Regions from separate parts of the Mus musculus genome. Here all the other regions are linked to region 1. Evidence: chromatin contacts called from public HiChIP or PLAC-seq data. All regions are on one chromosome and are shown on one strand. Each heading gives the region's core, a stretch centred on a gene start, on an enhancer-like site or on the middle of the called end of the contact. The rest is flanking DNA. Distances are from core to core; before and after follow the strand shown.

What was found. HiChIP or PLAC-seq counts read pairs in DNA pulled down with a chosen protein or histone mark.
Region 2: an H3K4me3 HiChIP or PLAC-seq map of bone marrow-derived macrophages shows a contact between it and region 1, with 9 times the contacts expected there. The contact joins the enhancer-like site here to the promoter of Tlnrd1 in region 1. A contact is called at or near these places in 4 of 39 promoter capture datasets (the C10 cell line, embryonic stem cells, frontonasal cranial neural crest and 1 more), 1 of 484 Hi-C or Micro-C datasets (stem cell-derived motor neurons), 7 of 115 datasets of contacts at active chromatin or transcription factors (astrocytes, bone marrow-derived macrophages, fibro-adipogenic progenitors and 4 more) and 2 of 9 other capture datasets (adipose tissue and embryonic stem cells).
Region 3: an H3K27ac HiChIP or PLAC-seq map of microglia shows a contact between it and region 1, with 5 times the contacts expected there. The contact joins the enhancer-like site here to the promoter of Tlnrd1 in region 1. A contact is called at or near these places in 2 of 39 promoter capture datasets (both in embryonic stem cells), 1 of 484 Hi-C or Micro-C datasets (uterus), 4 of 115 datasets of contacts at active chromatin or transcription factors (embryonic stem cells, epiblast stem cells, large pre-B cells and 1 more) and 1 of 9 other capture datasets (macrophages).

Annotation. Positions count from the first base shown.
Region 1 is chr7:83,882,780-83,885,728 of GRCm38.p6, forward strand. Tlnrd1 (talin rod domain containing 1) reads right to left here and starts at 1,562. Exons shown (of 1, transcript NM_030705.4): 1 at 1-1,562. The coding sequence starts at 442. It also overlaps a transcript of Mesd not described here.
Region 2 is chr7:82,690,225-82,693,173 of GRCm38.p6, forward strand. Efl1 (elongation factor like GTPase 1) reads left to right here. Exons shown (of 20, transcript NM_175317.3): 13 at 2,239-2,390; 14 at 2,606-2,772. Among named protein-coding and RNA genes, the nearest start is that of Efl1, 43 kb to the left of the region's middle. Within about 2 kb of position 1,372, at least 95 of the 459 cell types and tissues checked have an H3K27ac peak or open chromatin away from gene starts, as enhancers often do. A contact at or near this core is called in bone marrow-derived macrophages and pro-B cells, where this site is marked.
Region 3 is chr7:82,819,294-82,822,242 of GRCm38.p6, forward strand. Gm29796 (a long non-coding RNA gene) reads left to right here. Exons shown (of 3, transcript XR_378297.3): 2 at 361-537. Among named protein-coding and RNA genes, the nearest start is that of Gm29796, 9.9 kb to the left of the region's middle. Within about 2 kb of position 1,563, at least 15 of the 459 cell types and tissues checked have an H3K27ac peak or open chromatin away from gene starts, as enhancers often do. A contact at or near this core is called in microglia, where this site is marked.

The sequences.
Region 1 (2,949 bases), core at 312-2,811:
CAAGGCCTGGCTGTGCAGGTTGAGCGCCCGGTGTGGCCACGGCTGCCAGGTAGGCCGCATGTGCAGAACACTCGGTCAGCGACACCACCAAGTCGCCCAGTTCCACAAGACTGTCTCCCGCCTCTCCGAAGCGGCCCATGTTGAGCTGGCTCTGCACGTCGTGGGTGAGGATGGACAGCCCCTTAGTGCGCGCGATGATGGTGTCCCGGCACTGCTCGAAGGACTCCGCACCAGCGCCAGGGGAGGCGGGGCCTTCGAAGAGCACCGGCCGCGCCTCGCTAGACAGCAGCAGCAGGTCGGCCACCAGCTGCATCTTGCCCTTGCAGTGATCACAGATAGATACCAGCCTCTTCCGCGGCTGCGAGCTGGCCCCGCCGACGGCGCTCCCAGGAGCCGGAGAAGCCGCCTCGCCAGTGGGCTTCCCGGCGCTGCCGCTAGCCATCGCGCCCAGGGGGCACTGGCATGCCGCTGGGGAGCCCGCTACCACCGCCGCCGCGACTCAGCTGGCCAGGGCCGCGCTGCCTTCCGCGCACCATCATGCCACCCACCGCGGCGGGCACAGAGATCCGGGTGGCGGCGGCCGGTGGCCGGGCGTCGCAGGGCGGGCCCAAGCCCGCGGCAAGCTCTTCGGGGCGCTGTGTAGCTCGCGGGAACCGTGAGCCGGGGCACGGCAGACTCCTAGTCCGCGCCCCTCTTCACTAGCCTACCAGAAAAGTCCCCGCTGCCGGGCTGTCGCCACCTTCCTGGGCATGGCCGGCCGGGCCGCCGGAGCGGAGAGGGCGGGACGGGGAGGCTGGGAGTTGTCCTTCCTTCCTTCCTTCCTTTGAAATCAAAATCCTCTGCTCCTAGAGGAGCGCGGGCGGCGGCCCCGGCAGGCTTTGCTGTCAGCCGCTGCGCTGCGGCTATCCGGCTCAGCAGCGCACGTGGGCTTCAGGGGCGGCGACCCCGCCAGACGGTACAGGCTGGCGACGGCGGCCGGAGCTGACGCCCGGGGGCGCGCGGCCGCATCTCCTGCTCCGGCTCTTAGGGCGCTGGGCGGCCACTGGGCCGAGGGCGTGGCTGGCTCTGTGGCGGCCGCGCGGAGTCAGTCGGGCGGGAGGCTGCAACGCAGGGTGCTGGGCGGCCGCGCCTTCCCGCCTGGCGGTTCAGAGTGCGCGGCCCGGCGCCGCGGCGGCACGCCCTCCCCTCCTGAATGGCCTGCGGCCGGCGACCGGCTGTCGTGGAGATTCCATCTGTGTTTCCCCGCAGAGCCCGCGGGCCCCGCGCATCCGACGCCCCAGGGTGGTCGGCTCAGAAGGTGAGCGCGGCGTCGCGGAGGCCGACCCGGGCCCGGACTCCTGCCATGTTTGTCAACCAGCAACTTCCGAGCGACCTCCGAGCAACTGAAAGGAAGGGAGGAGACCGCAGGCCAGGGGACACCCGCCTGCCCGCGCACGGTTGCAGTTTTCGCCTCCTGGCGTCCGCCTCGCCCCCGGCTCGCCGCCGCCACCTCGGCCGTAACCTCCCCGGAGCCTATAGGAATCTTTTGTGTGGCGTCACCGCCTTTCGTTTAAATCCCGCTTCCTCCTCTCGCCCTTCCTCCCGCCCCCTCCGCCGATCCCGGATGCTTGCGCGATGCGCTGCTCCTCCCCCGGGAAGCTGGGGGCCGTGGGAGGACGCCGCGCCCAGCCCCGACGCTGCGGCCCTGGGGCCGGTGGTCCCTGCATCCGGAGAGGCTGGGAAGCGTGTGTGGTGGGGAAGGCCCGCCCTCGCTCCGCGCCCAGGCGCTGTGTATACCCTGGGGACACCGGGGCGCAGCCGCTAGTGGCCTTACGTAAGCTCTCAGCATGCCCCAGGACTCGATGCTTCCTCCCTGCCGAGGGAGCTAGTGTAAAAGGTGATCTGTTTTGCTTGCTTGGGGAGGATGCCACTCATTACTCCCGGGATCTCCCCACCGCCTCCGGATTCCAGTCACCTCTGAGATTCGATGACTTTTGCAAGCCCTCCTCCGCCCTTTGTTGTGTTGGACCCTCTCCTGTGGGTGGGTTTCCGTGAAACAGTGAAAAGGAGCTCTGATCACGCTTGAGTCCCCACAGCTTGTTTGACTCAGTGATAGACCCTCCCTGAGGTTGGTCTTACCCCCCCCCCCCCCAGCCGTTTAGGAGTTGTGTGACCTTGGGCAAGTTTTCTCTCCCAAGTTACTGTAGTCAGGTAGTGTATGGTGACCTCGGTTCCAGCTGGCTAGAATTCCAATGTGCCTTGATCAGCAGTTCGCCCTTTCCTGACTCCATCTATATAATGGAATAATAGCAACCATTGTTAAGTAAAGAGCCAGTCTCTGGAGGTAAACACTGTTATCTCTGGGTTACAGGCTGGGAAACTGGTGGCCCAGATGGCTCCCCGCCCTGTAACGAGGAATTAAACGGAGGACCTTGAGCTACTGTACTTTTTATTTATTAATTTAACTGTGCAGACAGGCTTTGAACTTCTGGCGATCCTCCTTCAGGGTCTGTAGTTGGTGATTGTAGGCCTGTGCCATAGGGCTTTGTGGCCAGGTGGACTAAGTGACTCCCTAGGCTCTTAACAACAGCAGTGGCTAAAAGAGAAGGTCCCCTAAACCCACTGGCCACACCCACTCCCTTTCTTTGTGCAGACCTTGTCTGCCAGAAACTCCTGGAACACCTGGGCCTCCTCCCAGTAAAGCACTCTCTCAAGAGCCCTGAAGTCTTCTGCTGGTGCCCAGCACTGCCAGTGTGTGCTCAGCCAATGGAAATGTTTGTTCTTCTGTCTCTTCGTAGGACCTCCACGTCCTACATTTTTAAGCCAGTTATAAGTGTTATTTATAAGTTGGATGGCCTCAAATTTATCGTCCAAACCCCAATAGTTTACAGAATAAATTATGAGTCAAGTTATTAATATAAGTTAATGAGGAACAACCGGTAAAAACCTGGATAGCCGCCCTACTCATAA
Region 2 (2,949 bases), core at 122-2,621, 1.2 Mb before region 1:
CCCTGGCTTGTATTAAGTTGTCCAAAACAAACAACAAACAAACAACAAACAAGCAAACAACCTCCTAGCCTCAAACTTGGCAGTCTACTGAGTTCCAAGACTATGGGGGTACAGTACCAATATCAACTTAATGGTGATTCTGTGCCATGCCATGAACTTGGGCTTTAGTATTTAATAAAATTATATTTCTTTTTTTAACCAAAGCTAAAATTAAATTTCTTTTTCTTAAGATGGTGATTTTTAATTTTTACTGACTGGAAGATGGTGACTGTGGAGTTTGGACCCAACAAATTACACTTGAATTGTGGCTCATATAGTATCCATTAAACTTTGAGTCAACTTTCTTAAGCTTCCTAAGTCTCTGTCTTCCTGTGTGTGAAGTGGTGATGTACAGTGTGCGTCCCTTAACTGCTGTGATGGTTACTGTGCTGTACTACATGTACAGTGGTAAGCACGGAGGACAGACCAATGATGAGCCCATTAGGGAGAGCAGTTCTCTCCAGACTCCTCGACTCTTAAGTGATAGTAACAGTGAATACTGTGTTCTGCATTTGTGTTTCAGTTCATACTTTCATATACTTGTGTGTGTGTATGAGTATGAGCGTGTGTGTGTGTGTGTGTGTGTATTTATCAGTTAAGCTTTTATCTGTGTCATTCCTCAGATGTTGTCCACCTTGTTTTTGTTTTAAAGACAGATCTCTCACTGATCTGGAGCTCGGCAATTAGGCTAGGCTGGGATTCCTCTGTCTTCCATTTCCCTGGCATTGGGATTACACATGTGTACTGCCAATCACGGATTTTATTCTTGGGCATTCTTTTAGCAAAAGACTGAGTCAAATAAACTTGCAGAGGAAGTATGTAGCTTGGGCCAGAAGAGCAGGAGTGGAAGATATGGCTGTTGATGATGGCAAAGAAGGAGGCAGGAAGTGGACAAATCAGACACTGCTGCAGAAGGCAGAACAGCATCTGTAGCTTACCGTTGTAAGGAAGCAGTGTGCATCCTGTCTTTACAGGCGTTTAGAGGTTCCCATGAAGAGGAGCCATTTCCTGCAGGGATGGTCAGTCTCTGGCCAGTGATCTGAGGTCTCTCACTTTGACTACCTATAGTGAGCGGGGTCTGGCTCAGAGGCCCAGATCCTGGGTCTGGAAGATAGATAGCACGAGTTTCCATCTAGCTGGCAGGATCCTGAAGAGCACAGCAGTGAACAGTCTGAGGTAGGATATCATTAGCTCCAGGAGCATGTGGCTCCTTAGAAGACAGGCCAACCGTGCCTGTGCCCAGTACCTATCTATGTGCACAGTGTAGCCTATCTGTAGCCTCTGGAGCTGTAAGAGAAAGAGGAAGGAAGCAAGGCAGTGTGGGAGATGAGACTGAGGCTGGTTTCACAGTATGGTTTACAGAGTGAAATAGAAAGTGTAATGTCAAAGGCAAGAGACAGTGTGGAGGGAGGCAGACAGTGTAGTGCAGCTCTGCCCCTGTTGCTCAAGCTTATGCTTGAGCGTCTGGATGTTCAGCCAATACAGTGGTGGGTATGCCACGGTCTACCAACTCCAGGGCCAGGACTGCTGCTACTCAGTGCTGGGGTTAAACGTGCAGGGAGTGGGGAGTATTCATGGGAATGCCTGCTTAAAGGGAGACGACTCCTGGGTCACTTCCCTTGCCTGGTTTCTGCCTTCCAAACCCAGATTCCTAACCAAATGCTCAGTCTCTAAGTACCTTTTCTGTGTCCTGATAGAAATGAGAGTCGCTTTTCATGAAGGAAAAAGAAACAAACCATTATTCCATTATTGCTAATGGAATAATATGACACACTTTTGAACTAAAAAGAAAACCTCATTTCATAGTGGCTGTTTGCATACTCTCCAGGGTGTTTTGAGCCTTGGTGCCTGTTAACCATCCTCTTCCTTCTCCTTGTTGGCCTCTACCAGAAGAAACACTGACTCTGTGGAAGGCTTTGTGTAACTGCACTTGGTGGTACTTGGGGCCATGGGCACTTGTGCACCAGTTCATAAGCTCCAAGCCATTGGGGACGTAGTGGGCCGGAGAGCCTTCTTTCACTACAGTTTTTGCTGGAGAGAAATTGGATAAGCCTCAGTGGGGTACTTGGTACTGGTCATCACTTCTACAGTCATATGAGCACTTGTTTTCAAAAGAGAGATGAGAGGTGTTTGATGCTGCCACATCATAAAATACTGTGATCATCATAATATATTATAACATCATAACATATCCTGTAGGCCTCTCACTCAAGAAGAAATGGCCCAGAGACGGGAACGGGCAAGACAGAGGCACGCAGAGAAGCTTGCAGCAGCCCAGGGGCAAACATCCCAGGGACCCACCCAGGATGGAGGTGCCCTTGAAACAAGTCCCCATGAAGATGAGCCAAGAGGTACAGCATTCCTAAAAGGTCTTAGTGGAAACTATTTGACATTTTTGCTTAACTTGGTACATTGTCCCTCATATTTTCACTTTGTCATTGTTTTTATCAATATTGTTTCTATTATCAGACCAGATATTCATGTTCACTATTTCTTCAGTACATAGGAACAGTTACTTGGTTGAAGTAAGCATTTGTGGCACTGAATATCTTTTTGTGCCTGGCAGGTGATGAACCAGATGTGGCAAGTGTAAGCCGCCAGCCTGTTTCCCAGGAGGAAAGCAGCCAAGAGGCCTTCATCGCATTTGCTCGTGTGTTCAGTGGCATAGCTCGAAGAGGAAAGAAAATTTTCGTCTTAGGACCCAAGTACAGCCCTGTTGATTTTTTACAGCGGGTAAGAGTTAGGAGTAAACTGTGTGGACATTATTTTGAGGATATGGAAACTTGTAGACTGCACAGGTGAGGTAAGCGAATGGGTAAAAGATACCCCAATTCCTGTGTTACCTGTTGCATTGCCTTGGTAACATTTTGTATATATAAATGGCTCCCTTAATAGCATTTGTGAACCAAT
Region 3 (2,949 bases), core at 313-2,812, 1.1 Mb before region 1:
GTTGTGCTCATGCACATGGGCTTATAGTGGGAGTCCAGTAACTTTCCTTTGCGTAGGGTAAGGGGCATCAGGGGTTGAACTTGACCTTGTTTATTTCGATTGTTCAGGGACCTCTTCACCCACTCAGCATTGGTTACATCTTTAAACACATCAGTTTTCTACACAGCCAGTTCTAAACAGATGAAGAGTTTTGATGGTACAGTGTAAGCACCTGTGGGTACAATCGAGGTGTGTCTTTAGGAAAGAAAAGTGTAATGACATTGCAGGAGCCACTGCCTTGGGTGGCCAGCCTGGAGGTCAGTCTGGCAGTCTTCTGTCTACTCCCTAGTTACTCTGTTCTTCTGGGGGCTTTGATTCCAGATGCTTAGGGGCTCCTCGAATGTCTGACCTGCATGCCTCTCCTTCTTCCACTTGCCGTGCTGTGTGCTGTGCCTGCCCAGCTGAATGGCAAAACGTCATTGCTCTCCACAGTTCCAATGCACTGGAGCATGATGGAGTATCTGGTCCCACAAAGGTGGAGCTCTGTGGACACCGTGCGTGAGTACCGTTCAGGTCCTGGGAAGGATGGATTCAGAGCAGCCTCCTGTGGTCAGCATATTGCATGAATGTATGGAGGGTCCATCAGCTGGGATGGTTAGCATGGGCGCACTAAGGCAGTGAGGACTCTGAGGCTCCATTCTTTCATTCACAGGAAGAGAATTAAAAGGAAAGAAAGAAAGATGTCCTGGTTAGTGTTTCCACTGGATACAAATGGGAGCCACCAGGAAGAGGAAGCTCCAGTTGAGAAAATGCCTCCATCAGATTGGCCTGTAGGCATGCCTGGGGCGTCAGTGCATTTTCTTGATGAATGGTTGATGTGAGAGGCCCAGCTCTAAGTGAGTGGTACCACCTCTGAGCAGGGAGGTATAAGACACGAAGCTGAACAGGAGTCTGGAGAGCTACCCAGTAAGCACCACTCCTCCATGGCCCCTGCTTTGGTTCCTGCCTCCAGATTCCTGCCTTAAGTTTGTGCCCTGACTTCCTTCACTGACAAAGTGTGACCTGGGAATTATAAGTGGAAATTAAACACTTTTTGTCCCATGTTGTTTTGGGGCAGTGTTTTATCACAGCACTTGAAAAACAGGAAAGGAAGGAAGAAAGGAAGTGAAGAAAAAAGTAATGCAGGGGCAGAGAAATTCTAGGAGGTGACCAGCACCTTCTAGTGTACGGCAGTACTGATGTAGAGTGGACACGTGGGTGTTCCCCAGTTAGAAGAGCCGATGTCTCATCTCTGTTTTTGTGAGTTTACACCTCATGACTGAGGTTTCTAGTTTAGCCGTAAGGAGGCAGGGAAGGAAGACCAAGGCTTTCGAGTGAGAACAAGGACCACCCAGACAGCAGCCTCTCCTATACGGACTGTGTACATGAACACCCAGGCCTGCTGACCCGTGCTGTCTTCTTTTTGTTTTTCAACAAAGATCTGCAGTGCGACATAAAGGAAGAAGCACATATTTGGGGTGCAGGAAGGAAGTGTGTGCAGTTGCTCCTGGTTGTCATATCCACTACAGACTTGGGGCCCCTGTGTCACATGGCCACACTAACACAGCCTGCAGTTCACAAATAGAGCAGTTGGGAGTCCTGATTGCTCCTGCATGTGCATACGATGTTAGGAGACAACCTCTCAGACCAGAGCAGAAGCCAGGTTTCCAAAAGGACAGAAACCAAAGGGGAAAGACAGATACCTGGCCTGCTCTCTGGGAAGTGTGGTAAGGAGACAGAGCTGTCACAGACCTGGGGCTGAATGGTAAAGGAAGGGTGTGTCTGCTCCTAGGCATCCGATCAGTTTGTGAGCTAGCCTTAGCTCACCTTGGCCCTTCCTGCTGAGCTGAGTACTTACTTTCCCGTAGCCCAGCAGTGAAGAGTTAGGAATGATTTCTCAACGTATTTATAATGGTAAAGTTATGTTCATGAGCCTCCTTGCTGGGACCTGTAGGGTCAATGCTGAATCTCACAGATATTTAGCATAGACTTATGTTTTAATATTATTATAAATACGTTACTGAAAGGAAAAACATTTTAGGAGAAAGATGGATGTTTTCTGAAAGACCCATGGAATCTGATAAATGAAACGTGGAAGCTCACAGATGGAGGGTACGGGGAGGTCTTTTCAGCTTTTTACCATTGGACTAATGATCAATGTAGAATGTCCTGGATTGCAGAGGCCGTTTAGAGGCCTCTAAGTGCTTCTTCTTCATTGCATATAAGTGGCCCCCAGGGCTAAGGTGAGCTTCCCAGAAAGCAGGACTGGCAGGTGGGAAGGTCTTGATTATTTATCTCACATCAGTACACATCCCTTCCAAGATCTCCAGTGGAAAGGGCCCAGCACAAGGTGGTGGCAAAGCGCAGGTAGCTTTGCTAGGCTAAGGGTGCAGGAATCTAATCTCACAGACAGTGCTGGAACACCAGGACAGCCCCTTCCCCACCCCCAGCTCTCCTCCACACAGCAGCCTCTCCTTAACAGAGACCTTACTTTACCTCTGGTTGTACTCCTCTCCCTGAGCTTTAGTTGCTATTCGTTCCCAATGAGCTGAACGTTTGGCTGTGTTGTGTACTAATTGTGTTTTCACTCACTGTGGTGAGTTTTCGGACCATCACTTGCCTCTTAATTAATTCCCAGTGCCTTAGTGCTTTTCAGGACTGCTTTTATGAGGGCTGTATGTGTAAGACATCACTTCTTGGTCTTCCTTATCCACTGCAAATTTTCCCTCCAAGACATTGTTCTTCATTTTTGTTTTCTTTTGTTTTAACATGTGAAAGCTACATATGCATGCACAGGCACATAGGCATAGATACACAGAGGCACAGAGAAGTGACAGGGACACGGAGACATACACACAGAGACATACCACACATACAGAGACACACACCACATACACTCACTCACACACACACACACACACACATCACATG